Linked DNA regions of Mus musculus: regions 1 and 2 are each linked to region 3. Evidence: chromatin contacts called from public promoter capture Hi-C data. All regions are on one chromosome and are shown on one strand. Each heading gives the region's core, a stretch centred on a gene start, on an enhancer-like site or on the middle of the called end of the contact. The rest is flanking DNA. Distances are from core to core; before and after follow the strand shown.

Region 1 (4,304 bases), core at 590-3,089, 1.0 Mb after region 3:
TAAGAACAAAGCAAAATTATACTCAGACAGGTCAAAGAACTTGGCTAGGGTCACAGAATTAGCGCATAACCCAGGAAGAAATTTATTTGTCCTTTCTAGCCTGCTGGGCTGCCACCCCAAAGGGGACTGATGAAACCAGAGATGTTCACTGTAAGAGTATAAGCATATGTTGGCAGAGGGGTGAATTATGAAAAACTAAGGGATACTTATGGACTACCTGATAGACTAAGGTTCACTGAACACTGAACATGTAGTCTTTCCTTTTCCAGGTACTGGTGAACACAAATATGATTCCTGTCCTCCTGTGCCTACCTTCTAGTGGAGACAACAAAGAAAAAAGGTTAACTTTACAGTGGCTTAGGAGGTGACAAGTGCTACTATAAAAATATGGAGCAATATGAGGGGCCCAGGTACAAAGTAAAGAGAGTGATTACCTTTACAGAGAAGGTGACAATAGCTGAAGACCAATACTAGGCTTGCTGGTGCATACCTTTAATCTAAGCACTCAGGAGGCAGTGGCAGATGGATCCCTGTGAAGTTTGAGGGCATCCTGGTTTACATAGTGAGTGCCAGGTCAGCCAGAATTACAGAGTGAGACCCTATCTCAAAACAAAAAAATTATATCTACCTGTGAAATTTTCTCAAAGAATTAATCAAAATACTAAAAAATTTTAAAAAGTTCATGGGACTGGGTAAGGTCAGTGAAGGAATGTATCAGCCGCAAAAATAGTGCCCTGGGTGAGAGTGAGCCAGAGGGGGAACAGTGTGGGTGTGATGGGAGAAGGAGGAATTTCATGGCAGGCTTTGCAGATTATGGTGAGAACTCCAGCTCATACTGCTGAGGAAGGGCTGAGGAGGAACAGAGAAAACAGAGGACAATTCAAGGACGGAACTGTGAGAACTCAGAGGCTGGATATGGGGGATTGTTGCTGCAGTGAACAAAGGAGCCAAACAAGACACAAAAGTTTTGAAGCCGGTTCCTGGCTTAAAGGAAAGAGGGCAAAGGGCCTATATTACATTTATGGGGAGCTGTTAAGTCTCAGGCCTTTCTCAGTTTGAGAGACTGATACTGTGCCCTTAAAGTCCCTAAACTGATTTTCTTTGCTTTGAGGGACGTAGAACATAGAATCTGTGTTCGACCCTGGGCCTTCATTACTCCTGGCACAGCTCCAGGTAGCCCCAACCCGTTGTGCACTTTGCCCTTTAATTCTCTTTACATTCCATACTTCCAAAACTCCTGTGGCTTTGCTTTCAAGGGAGTCTCATTCAGGAATGCTCCTTCCCATGTGACTTGAGTGTCTGTACGTCTAACAGGACACATTTTGATGAGTTTTGAAGATCTAAAAGTCCCCAGCCCATTCCCCTGAGAGCTAAAGTGACTCTTGTAGAGCTAATGTAAAGACAAAGCCTCATGTGGATTGGGTTTCTAAGCCCCAGCCCTGTGAACCACTGACACAATACTCAGCATGCCCACTCCAGTTTCGAGGTCTCAGCTTCTCCTGGCACAGTCACCCCTCCAAACCATTTGGTCATATCTTGCTGGCCCCTCAGATGTTCTGTGTCCCCCAACTCGGTTTTAAAATGGGTCCCACCCATTCCCTCCTACTTCCTCCAGGCTCTGTCACCCACACGCAGCAGCCTCTAAGGGCAAGCCCGCAACTCTTACCCGGTTTAGACACTCAAATGATCGACCTCAGCTTGCAGACAACCGGCAACCAGAGAAGTCTGGCTGAACACCCGCCACCCTTTTCTACTGATAGATATGAGCCCACAATCAGCAGAGCTTCCTTCATAATGTTGATTGGTCTAGCTTGGCTCTGGCGCAACCAATTGACGCTCACAGCATGATTTTGCCCAATGAGGCTAGTCTTTGGCTGCCGACGCACCGCCCTCTTGCTCTTGGGCGAGTTTTGCCAGGTTAGCCCCACCTCTTCGTTCCCAAACCAATGGGAAGCGGGCTGTGCGCGCGTGGAGCAGTGGGAACGCCGCTGAGGCTGCGAGTACGCCGTTGCCTTAACAACCGGTGGCAGAGTCCGTTGGGTGATGGTAAGTGCTAGGGATTCGGTGGACCCCACGCGGCGTCCCCGGTCCTTTCCTAGGCCTCGGTGCAGCCTTGCTACCTTTCTTGCACGGTTCTTGGCGTTGACGCACTAGTTCTTCCTTGGAGCTGTGTGCCGGAAGGGTAGAAGAGAAAGTACAGCCGCCAGCAGCTTGCCTTGCCTGCTCTTTCCCACTACCCCCTCCTCGCCCAAGTCACCTTCAGCCACCCCCGCACAAACTGCCTCTGGACCTCCGCTGGCTTTCAGGAAACAGCAGGGTGACCATTCTATTGCTTCCCTTAGACTTCCGCCTCAGTCAAACTCAGGCCTCCTGGCCGCGGCCACCCAGTTAAAGTTTATGCATTGGTGCTAAGAGGTTTACTGTGTTCTGATGGTCGCAAACGCTTTCAGGAGAGGCTGTGAGAAAGCACGCAGGTGCAAATGGTTTGATTTTTATCACTTTGTACCGGCATAATTTTTATCTTAGTAAGTTTACATTTAGCCAAATTTAGGCATAAGTAATTGGAGGAGCAGAGTTCTTGGGAACTGGCACCACAAGTAGATGTTTTAAGTACATTTCTAAAACCGAGAGTACGGAAATCATATACAGTTGATCATCCATAACTGTAATTGGTTTCTCAAAGAGCTTTTGATGATGCTTTTTTAGATTTAAAAATGACTGAAATTGAATCTCCTAAAGTGACACATGGATTAATGGTACAATTGCATGAACTTTCTGTAGTATAAACTTTAAGACAGTGGAGGTCAGAGTTATGTCTTCTCATGAAGGCTATGTTAACACTAGAAATTCATATTCATATATTCACTTGCTCTATGTTGATCTATACAAGAACAAGGAGGAAAATGGTAATATACTATTTTAAAACAAAAACTCTCTTCTATTTGGTGGCTCCCCAATGAAATATAGTTGAATTTAGTCATATGAGACATCACATTAAGACAAATTTACAGTTATATTAGAAAATAACCTCATTATTGCCAATTTCTTTTTTTATAACTTAGTAAAAACTGACATATATAAATTGAAATAGTTTTAAGTTGAGAGAAAGTTTTTTCTTCACAGAGGTTTGTGCTATTTGTCATTTAGAGTTGGGGTTAATTTTATTTTAGTTTTTACACTTATTATTCCTTGGTGGAGAAGCACATTTTAGCCTGAGTGTGGCGGTCAGAGAATAATTTGGAAGAGTTAGTTCTCTCCTTTTACCATGTAAGCATCGTTTCCCTTTTCATCTTTGACAACGACAACTGAAGCCTGGGTCCTGGTTCCCACTTAGGTTATCAAGCTTGGCAGCAAGAATTCTCACTGGCCCATGGAAGTTTACGTAATGACATAAGTACATTACAAACGATGGCACACCTCATTGAAAAAGATATGTATGTTTAGAGCTGTCATAAATAAAACAAGGACTATGGCTTGTAATAATGTGCTTCTGTGTTTATATATTGTGTGAAGGCCTCTAATTTTAAGAAGACAACCATGGCATCCAGTGCCCAGAGAAAAAGGATGAGTCCTAAGCCTGAACTTACTGAAGACCAGAAACAGGAAATCCGGGAAGCTTTTGATCTCTTTGATGCTGATGGAACTGGAACTATAGACATCAAAGAACTGAAGGTAAGCTGCACACATCCTTTTCTTTGTTACCTTGTGTTTCCTTATTGCTTGTCTTTTAGCTGTTACCGTTCTTCTCCTTTCTGCCTGCAAAAAGTAACAGACAAGGGTACCCTGTGTATATTTTACCTGAAACAATGGTCTAATTGATAAAGTTGATTGCAAATATCAATTAAATCAGCCTTAAGTGTTCCCTGATCATTTCCATCATTTTATCAGGTGTTTGGTTAATATCTTCAATAGTCATTTTTGTTTTTACGTTATGTATCTATTTAGATGATTCTGTTTTCATTGTAGGTGGCAATGAGGGCCCTGGGCTTTGAGCCCAAGAAAGAAGAAATTAAGAAAATGATAAGTGAAATTGATAAAGAAGGAACAGGAAAAATGAACTTCAGTGACTTTTTGACAGTGATGACTCAGAAAATGGTAAGTTAGTTAAGATAATTAGCATGCTTTCTACCCATAATGGTAGAAACATGAGAATCTAGACATACAAAGAGCTTTATCCAACAAAATCTATCCCTTCCACATGGGAGAAGATAGTATTTTTAATTGAGAGGATCTCTACGTTTCATTTGGCTTTCTTTAAGGTATTAGCATTATCTTGTTTCATGTGGCCACATGATAATCACAAG
Region 2 (4,471 bases), core at 357-2,856, 1.2 Mb before region 3:
AGCAGGTGCTATCCCAAAAGCTGTTGCCTGTAGGTGGGGTATACTCTTCTAGCTGGGCTGCCTTATCTGGCCTCAGTGGAAGAGGATGCACCTAGCCTCACAGAGACTTAATGTATCAGGGTGGGGGAATACTCAGGAACCCCCACCTACTCAGAGGAGAAGGGGGGATGGGAGAAAGAATGGTAGGAGGAGGTGACTGGGAGGAGACAGTGAGCAGGATACAAAGTGAATAAATACAATAATATATATGATAAAAAGAATAAAAAGACTTGATTATGTGTCATGTTATAAAAATATATAATTACATTTTCCTTAAAAATATATACTCTCCAACATCCATATATTTAAGTGGAATAAAATATTCTGATTTTTTAAAGTTCTTTTTCTTATTTACTTATTATTAGTTTTGTTTTGAGACAAGGTCTTATGTATTCTAGGTTGCCCTCAAACTTACTGAGTGACTGAGAATGACTTTGAACTTCTGATCCTATTAACTCCACCTCCAAAATGCTAAGATTATAGGCACGCACTATCATGAATAGTGTGTGCATTACTGAGAGTTGAACCCAGGGATTTTGCATGCTAGCTAAGCAGTCCGCCAACTGAGGTTCATCTTCATTGTGTATCACATAAACCAAGGTTCCAATTTCATCCTTTCCAGTTCCACTGTCAGTTAATGAAAGGCCTTATTTACTCACCTAGCTGTTTTTATTATTGAGTACCTTTGTATATGGGCACAGAGGTGTTACATAGTTGATTATTCTGTAACATTGCTCAGTGTATTCTCTTCCTCTGTACCAAGATCTCCTCCTTTGCCCTTCTCTCCTCCCCTTTTCTCTTCTCTTCTCTTTTCTTCTCCTCTCTCTCCACCTAAAAGTAATTCTTCTAGGGACGGGGGAGAGTGTAAGCTATCAATCATACAAGCTCTGAATTTTAGGACAGGATTCCCAAGGAGCCTTTAAACCCAGTAAACATTCATTTTGTTTAGAAAGTCTTTCATTAGTCTCCAGACCATTTGGAAGTTTAGGGCGTTTACTCCAATTCTTGAAGATTATTTGTTCCATTTGCTTCTGTTGATTCCTAGAAATTGTGTGGCATTAACAACAGGAGATCTGGCCTAAGGTAAATAAAACCAGTTTGCTCTTGAGGGCAGTCCCATCTTTCCTCGCTGAATAGCATATACCAATGTAAATGATGGTACCAGCAGCACACTTTTACAAGTCTAAACCTGGAAAGGTGCATTGGCCTTGGGACCAATTTAAGAGCCCCTACATTCTTCAGGGTAGCTGGTTGATTCCTGATGTCAGGAGCAATCTGGATGTAAAGTTCACTCAGCTAGTTGCAACTCGTGGTTGGTAAAAGAGCTGCAGTTGCAGTAGTTGGACATTTTGGGATCCGCTTCGGTAGTTCACAGGTCGTGCGAGTAAGAGAGAGAATGGAAGCTCCTGTCTCGGAATTTTATCTTTTCAGGGATGCTGGCTGCGCATCTCGACAGGGCCCGCAGAGGCGTGGTTAGAGCGGAGCTTTCAAGCAACGCTAAACTGCGCCTTCTCCAATCGCTAAGCACAAGGAAGGCCAAGGCGTGGGTGGGCTTAGGGGCGGGCCAGGGTGGAGAGTAGGCGGAGCGTGGGTACTGCTCTGCTTGGCCCTCCTGGCTCTCAGCGCAGCTCTTGATCCCTGCCTCCTCCGCCGCCTTAGTCTAGCTCGTCTCTGAACAGGCCGCAGTTCCCCGATTTGCGATTCCTGGGCTCAAAGCTCTGCGGCTACTGCGTCTGGTTGTCTCTGCTCCTGAGAGATGACGCTCAAGTCGAGCGAAGGCGAGGGAGGGAACAGCATGCGCACCGCACTTTCGGACCTCTACCTGGAGCACTTACTACAGAAGCGTAACCGACCTGAGGTTAGCGGGACCCCTGGGGTCCTCTGGGTTCGGGTTGGGTCTAGGATCCAGGCCTTTCCATCTGCTGCTGGATTTTTCCTATCCATGGCCTTGTTCCCAAGCGCTCTGTCCCCGGATGGCCAGATCTTGGGTGTCTTGCCCCCAGGGTGGAGGCCTTAGCACTGGGCCCGATTCCTGCTGAGATCTGGGTGTGGTGGATAGTTGCCTGGAGCAGCCCTCCTAGGTGAAAATCCCGAGAGGCAGGCCAGGACTAAATGAATACTTAAGGTCAAAGAAAACTTGCTCATGGATGGAAGTCTACTAACAGACTTGAAGAAGGAAAATAAGACTTTAAGGAACACATCCAATAGTAGATCTGCCTGGCTGTTATTGAGCGTTTGTGTTGTTTCACAGACATGGTTGTGAAAACCAACTTCGTGCTCTAAAAAGCTCACACATTTCCCTCTGCATTTCATTTCAGGGGGTCTCCTTGTGCTATGCTGTAAACTAAGGTAGCATTCATATTCCAGTGTTAGACAGTAAATAGTTATTAATCTAATATGTCAGGCCTCCAGAGGTGGTTGTGATTAGATTCTATGTAACATGTCTCCCCCTCCCCATTCACCTACGGACCCTGCTCCCTCTGCTCCCCAGTCCCTTCTCCTGGGAGATTTATGATGCTGCTTGTGATACAGCGAAGATGGCTTTGTGATAGGAAGGTACAGCTATTAAACAACATACATTACTTACACAAAATGTTCAAAGATGATACTAGATGAAACTGAGGAAATAAATCCAAAAACCTTTACAGGAATGGTAGCTATTATGTGTTTTGATCACTTTTTTTTTTTTGATAAAGGGAAAAAAAGAAAAAGTGAAGAATTAATACGAGAAAAAAATCCATATTATGACAGTTGTATTCTGGTTCCTCAATTCTGGAGCTCTGTTTCCTTTTCCCTATCTCTGGTGTCATTTCCCCTCCCCAAGCTAGTTTTGGAAGTATGGTTATTTAATCTTGCCTTTCTATGCTCCACACCCAAAGTCCTCTTTTAGTAACACTGACAGAGCAACTCACTGCTTAGGGGAAGAAACTGTGCACCAATTAAATGTCAGCAAATTTTATCTCTCTTGCTGGCAAGTAGGAGGACATTTTGCTTTTTTTGTTTATCTGTTTGTTTCTTGCTTTGAGACGCTGTCTCACACTAGCTCAGGTTACCTTGTAGCTTACTCAGTTGCCCCAACTGGCCTTGAATTCCTTGCAATTCTCCTGCCTCAGCCTCCTGAGTTTATAGGCACTATATGGGCTAACATGTCAGACTTCAGGACATTTTTAGTGTCACAACTAGATGGATTTATTTTTTACAGCAAGAAATTATCAGACCTCCCTCCAAAGTGTCATGACTGCTGAAGGAAACATCTATTCCTGATGTTCTAGTTCAGTGTCTTATTTAAGGTGAGCAAATAAAGTGCAAAGAACAAAACTTAATGTGATAAAAATTCTAATCTACTTAAGCCACTGTGGCCACAATAAAACCAAATTCCTATCTGTAAGGTATCTAGGTCTTTCTGGTTTTGAAAAATAAAATCATAGATATCCTAGAAGTGAAGGACAGAATATGAAGAAGACTAACAGACTATACTAGGTACTGAGAAAACTGGGGCAAAGACTAAATAATTTGAAAATAGTACTTTTTGTTTTTTTAGTTTAAATTCTCTGAAAACACAGACCTTGAATGGAAATATCCTCTTCAAATGATACAGCCAAACCTAAGAAGGAGTCTTTTTCTCTGGTAGAATGATAATCAGGAGCAGACTCACTGACCATGCTCCCTACTGATTCAACCAAGACTTGTTTTCTGCTATTGTACATGGCATTGAACCTTGGTGTCTCTGCACAGGCTGTCCTGTTTGCCCTTTAACTCCTAGATTCTACAAAGTGCAGGCTTCAGCAATGCTGGCCACTCCACAGTGCTTCACCCCCTACACCTCCTTCAGAGGAAACATCTGCAGCACAGTTCAAAGGGCAGAGACAGTTTCTCAAAGGAAGTTGAAATAAAAAAATAGATTGAAAAAATTGGCAGGGGTGGGGGCAGGGGTAGTGGGGGTGAATAGAGCAGGGGCAACTATAGTTGACTTTCTCATTTAAACCAATTGGCTTCAGAACAAAATGACAGTGAACTACTGAGCACAGGAATGAACAAACATTTGTTCAGCCTACTGTTAGGCTCATTGCCAACTGCTTCCACATGGTGAACTTAGAATGCCTAGTCCAAGGAAATGAATGACTCTAAATACAGAAGAGCTGGGAGTTCCTTACTATCACCTGCCAGCCTTGTGTAGCCCCTGACTGAATCACAAGTACCCACTCTTCACATGCACATCTGTTTCACTTTGTGAGTGGGAAAAAGTACAACAAAAAAGTTAGAAAAGTCATGAGAAAACCAACAATTCCCCAGGGAAGTATAGAGATTAGAACTATTTAACTATAAATGATAAGAACTGGAGAGACAGGAGGGCTCAAGAATCAGAATTTTTCTGGCAGGTATTGTCTTAAAATCATATATTAACTAGAGCTTTATTTGCCAGGCACTAAAT
Region 3 (4,134 bases), core at 1,559-4,058:
GCTAGTGAAGACTAGAATCAGTCATGAACTAGGAAAGAAAACAAATCAAGGGCCTCCAGAGGGTAGTGTTCCTAATGGAGATAGTGTTCTTGAAGACTACCGGTGTATTTCTAAAGTCACTATTCCAGTGGTTTCCCTACAACTGTAGCAGGGACTCTTTAATTCTACAGTTGTGGCTTTGGTTCTAGAAAAAAATGACAATTTGTGTGATTATTTTTTTAGATATCTCATGTAACCTAAGCTGGCCATAAAAATTCAATATGTAGCTGAAGTTCCTCCTACCTCCTCTCCCTTGATCCCTGAGGCCTGGGATGACATGTGTATGTCACTACACTTGGCTAGTTTGTACTAACTGTAACTGAAATCTAGCATGGTTTTATTGTGATTAGAGGCAAAAAAATCCAAGCCATGTTTCTATTACATTGTATCTAAACAAGCAACTGGAGCTGTCTCAGATAGTCACCCCTACTTCCAAATGACATCACCCATTAGGTTGAATCACTGCCTGAATACTGAATACATTCATTAAGGGTATGGATTAGAAGCCACCAATCTTAACCATAAAAGGAAATAAGAATGCACTTGAACAAGATGGAGATGACATTAAACAATTCTAAGAGCCCACTGTGCATCCCTGTAATATTAGCACTTGAAAGGTCTCAAATGAGAACAAGAAAAATGAATTGCAAAAGTTATAATCAAGCCAGGTGGTAGTGGCGCACACCTTTAATTCCCAGCACTTGGGAGACAGAGGCAGGTGGATTTCTGAGTTCGAGGTCAGCCTGGTCTACAAAGTGAGTTCTAGGACAGCCAAGGCTACACAGAGAAACCCTGTCTCGAAAAAAAAAAAACCAATAAAATAAAATAAAGACAATGAGGCAGTTATGGTGCATGACTTTAGTGTCAGCAATGGGGAGATCTCAAGAGAGAACTTTTTACCAGGGCAGCCTGAGCCACACAGCAGATTCCAGGACAGCCAGGGATACACAGTGAGACTTCTCAAAAATAAACACACAAGAAGGGACAAGGCCACTCAAAAGTTATAAAGAATAGATACAGAACTGGTTATACCTCACTTGGAGAATGTACCACCAACCACTCTTTGAGACAAAATCTGGACTGCTCTTGAACTTAATTCTCCTGCCTCAGCCTCCTGAGTGCTGAGATTATAGACATGAACCATCACACAGCTTAAAATGTACAACTCATGTCACAATTTAAAGGGAACATTTTGGTAGTAAACTTTAATGCAATTTGGTTTGTTCTATAAGCCTTCTAAGAAGGGGTTCTACTTAATTATTTTATCAGTAGGAGCAAAATTGGAAGCAATGGATAAGGATCTGGGCTATATTTTGTGGAGGTGAAAAGCCTCAGTGAAAGAATAATGGGGTGTACAATGAATGGGTCTGTCCAGCCACCTGAGCTGCTGCTCCCCATATCTGAAGCATCAGACACACTGGACAGGTTCAAAAGAAGTGAGAGATGTGTTCAGAACCTATGGTCAAGACAGGCAGAAGACCAGGTTGGCATGAACCTTATAGAAATGTGTCAAGACTTTGCCTCCTGAGGACTGGGACTAAGGGCATGCCCCATTACATAGGGCTAAAGGAAAGACTGTGAGTCATAATAAAAACCTTGGTACGCAAGGACAGGAGCTATGTGTCTCTGCTTGTAATCCAAAGATCTTTTAGACTAAAGGCCTGTGAAGTAGATGACATGAACTCCAGGGAAGTCACTAGTTGTAAAGTTTGCTGAAACGTCAATCTAGGATTCTTTTTATTATTTTTATTTATTTTTAATTTTTTTGGTTTTTCGAGACAGGGTTTCTCTGTATAGCCCTTGACTGTCCTGTAGACCAGGCTGGTCTCGAACTCAGAAATCCGCCTGCCTCTGCCTCCGGAGTGCTGGGATTAAAGGCGTGCGCCACCACCGCCCGGTTTAGGATTCTCAAAAAAAAAAAAAAAAAAAAAAAAAATTCAGATAAGGTAAAATGTATCCATTTTTAAAATTTTCAATTTTAAGTGTTATCTAACAAACCACAACTGAATATAGAACACCTGTTCTCTCAGTGTAGCAGCACACAGCCTGCAACCCCTCCCCCCATCAGGTTACATGCTAAGGCAAACTGCCTACTACCCACAGCTTTCATCTTTTTCCAGGATACGGTCCACTAAAAGTACTGATTTGTGAAACTGCGCTTTTTACTCTAACCATTGGTACCGGTGCAAAAGGGACAGCGAGGGCCCCTTCCTCAACCGGTGACATTCGAGTGGGTCCTACCAGACACGAACTGTCATTGTCTCTTTATTCTAGTTTCGTGATCCTGAGTATGGGGAATGGTTTGGCTACCTGAACCAAGAGGGAAAGGTGGCCCTCACCATCAAGGGAGGTCCTTTTAAAGGTGAGCGAGGAACGGGGCGAGACTGTAGGGGTTTGTGGCACCCGGCTCGCCGGATCCTCCCTACCCCGGGGTTCATTCTCCCCACAGGCTGCTTCCATGTGCCGCGGTGCCTGGCCATGTGCGAGCAGATTCTAGGAGCCCTACTCCAACGCCTTGAGCCCGCCCCCCTCGACTCCTCGCCCGCTGTCTCTACCCATGAAGGCTCGAAATAAAGATGACCCTGTTCCACATGCTTGTGTGCGCGCCTCTGTGGGCTCCGAGGGAGGGTACAACTATTGCCCACACTTCCCGCCTTGAAAGGTCTTCGCTGTGGCTTCAAACGCACCACCTTGGGCGCTGATCCATCACGCCCAATTATCTCTAAGTGCCACGCTCATTGGTTGTGCAGTTCGGAGGCGGGTCCTATAGCTGGGTACTTCCGCTGCAGGCAGGTCGGAGCGGTCCGCCTTTTCCGCCGCCGTCCCAGGATCCTGGCCCCAGTCCAAGCTCCTATCGTCCTTTCCCTGCTTCTAAGTGGCCGCCGAGTGCACGCGTTCACGACCCACAAGGACCCGCGAGCTCCGCCGCCGCCGCGATGAACATCCGCAATGCTAGGGTGAGGTGACGGGGAGCCAGCCTGTCCGCACCGAGTGGGCGCCTTACGGGGTGACCGTGTGAGCATGTTATCGAGGGACCTGGTGCTTTGGTCCTGTAGGTCTGCCGACGCCGGACCTTAAGGCTGCTGCAGCCTGCTTTAAACATCTCGCGTTTATCCCGCGTTTCCTAATTCAGATCTCATTGAGTGGGCTCCACAACCTTTGGACACTATTACTCAGTCCTGGAACTGGCACGTTTTGCATGCCGCATGGAAACAGGGCTTGTGCAAAGTCGTATAGTAGCAACTGTGCCCTGCCCCGGGGAAAGGGGAGACCCAGAGATCGACGTGTGTGGCCCTCTTAGTCATTGCAGCCCTGGACTAACCGTATCCCACTCTCATGCAGCCCGAAGACCTGATGAACATGCAGCACTGCAACCTTCTCTGCCTGCCGGAGAACTACCAGATGAAGTACTATTTCTATCATGGCCTCTCTTGGCCCCAGGTGGGCAGCTTTTGCGTTTTGTAGGGGTGTAGGGTGCAACAGGAGGGAAACATGGATCCGAGTGAGCAAACGCAGTGGGCAAGGGTATAAGAACCTGAGGCTCTGGTTGATGGAGAAGCCTGGCAAATGAAAGGGTGTGTATAGAAACTAGGCTCCACAGAGTGGAGGCTGGCAGTGAGCTCTGTCCTGTTGCCTGCACTACATGACGTCCTTTTCCTTTCTGTCACCAGCTTTCTTACATTGCTGAGGATGAGAATGGGAAGATTGTGGGCTACGTCTTGGCTAAAATGTGAGTCACCAAGGAGAAAGAAAAGACACTAATGTTAAGAAGGACAAAAGCTTTGGAGAAGGGAATGGGAAGCGGTGAATTAGTTTGAGAGGCATTCTCTGTTGTCCAGATTGGTGCTCACTCAGGCTAACCTCAAACTTATAGTAGTCTTCATGCTGAGCCTTCTTAATGCTGAGATTTAACTATGGCCAGCTTGCTATGAATGTTGTTTTAATTAACAGATTTGTAGGGAAGCTCGAAGCTGACAGAAAAATTGAGCAGAGGGTACAGAGTTTTCCCATACACTCCTCCTCCACGTTTGTTCTCTAACTACCATGTATGGTACACTTGTTAGAAGTGAGAAACCTGCCGGCTGTGGTGGCGCA

Evidence for each region. Promoter capture Hi-C pulls out the DNA fragments that hold promoters and counts their contacts.
Region 1: a contact with region 3 is called in a promoter capture Hi-C map of erythroid cells, with 31 times the contacts expected there. The contact joins the promoter of Nsdhl here to the promoter of Naa10 in region 3. A contact is called at or near these places in 1 of 39 promoter capture datasets (erythroid cells), 1 of 115 datasets of contacts at active chromatin or transcription factors (astrocytes) and 1 of 9 other capture datasets (liver).
Region 2: a promoter capture Hi-C map of erythroid cells shows a contact between it and region 3, with 10 times the contacts expected there. The contact joins the promoter of Mpp1 here to the promoter of Naa10 in region 3. A contact is called at or near these places in 2 of 39 promoter capture datasets (erythroid cells and pre-B cells) and 2 of 9 other capture datasets (adipose tissue and liver).

What each region holds. Positions count from the first base shown.
Region 1 is chrX:72,916,056-72,920,359 of GRCm38.p6, reverse strand. Nsdhl (NAD(P) dependent steroid dehydrogenase-like) reads right to left here and starts at 1,839. Exons shown (of 8, transcript NM_010941.3): 1 at 1,667-1,839. Cetn2 (centrin 2) reads left to right here and starts at 2,016. Exons shown (of 5, transcript NM_019405.6): 1 at 2,016-2,046; 2 at 3,514-3,672; 3 at 3,967-4,095. The coding sequence starts at 2,044.
Region 2 is chrX:75,128,151-75,132,621 of GRCm38.p6, reverse strand. Mpp1 (membrane protein, palmitoylated) reads left to right here and starts at 1,606. Exons shown (of 12, transcript NM_008621.3): 1 at 1,606-1,897. The coding sequence starts at 1,796.
Region 3 is chrX:73,920,618-73,924,751 of GRCm38.p6, reverse strand. Naa10 (N(alpha)-acetyltransferase 10, NatA catalytic subunit) reads left to right here and starts at 2,808. Exons shown (of 8, transcript NM_019870.3): 1 at 2,808-2,996; 2 at 3,382-3,480; 3 at 3,711-3,769. The coding sequence starts at 2,976. Renbp (renin binding protein) reads left to right here. Exons shown (of 11, transcript NM_023132.3): 10 at 2,314-2,401; 11 at 2,489-2,631. The coding sequence ends at 2,613.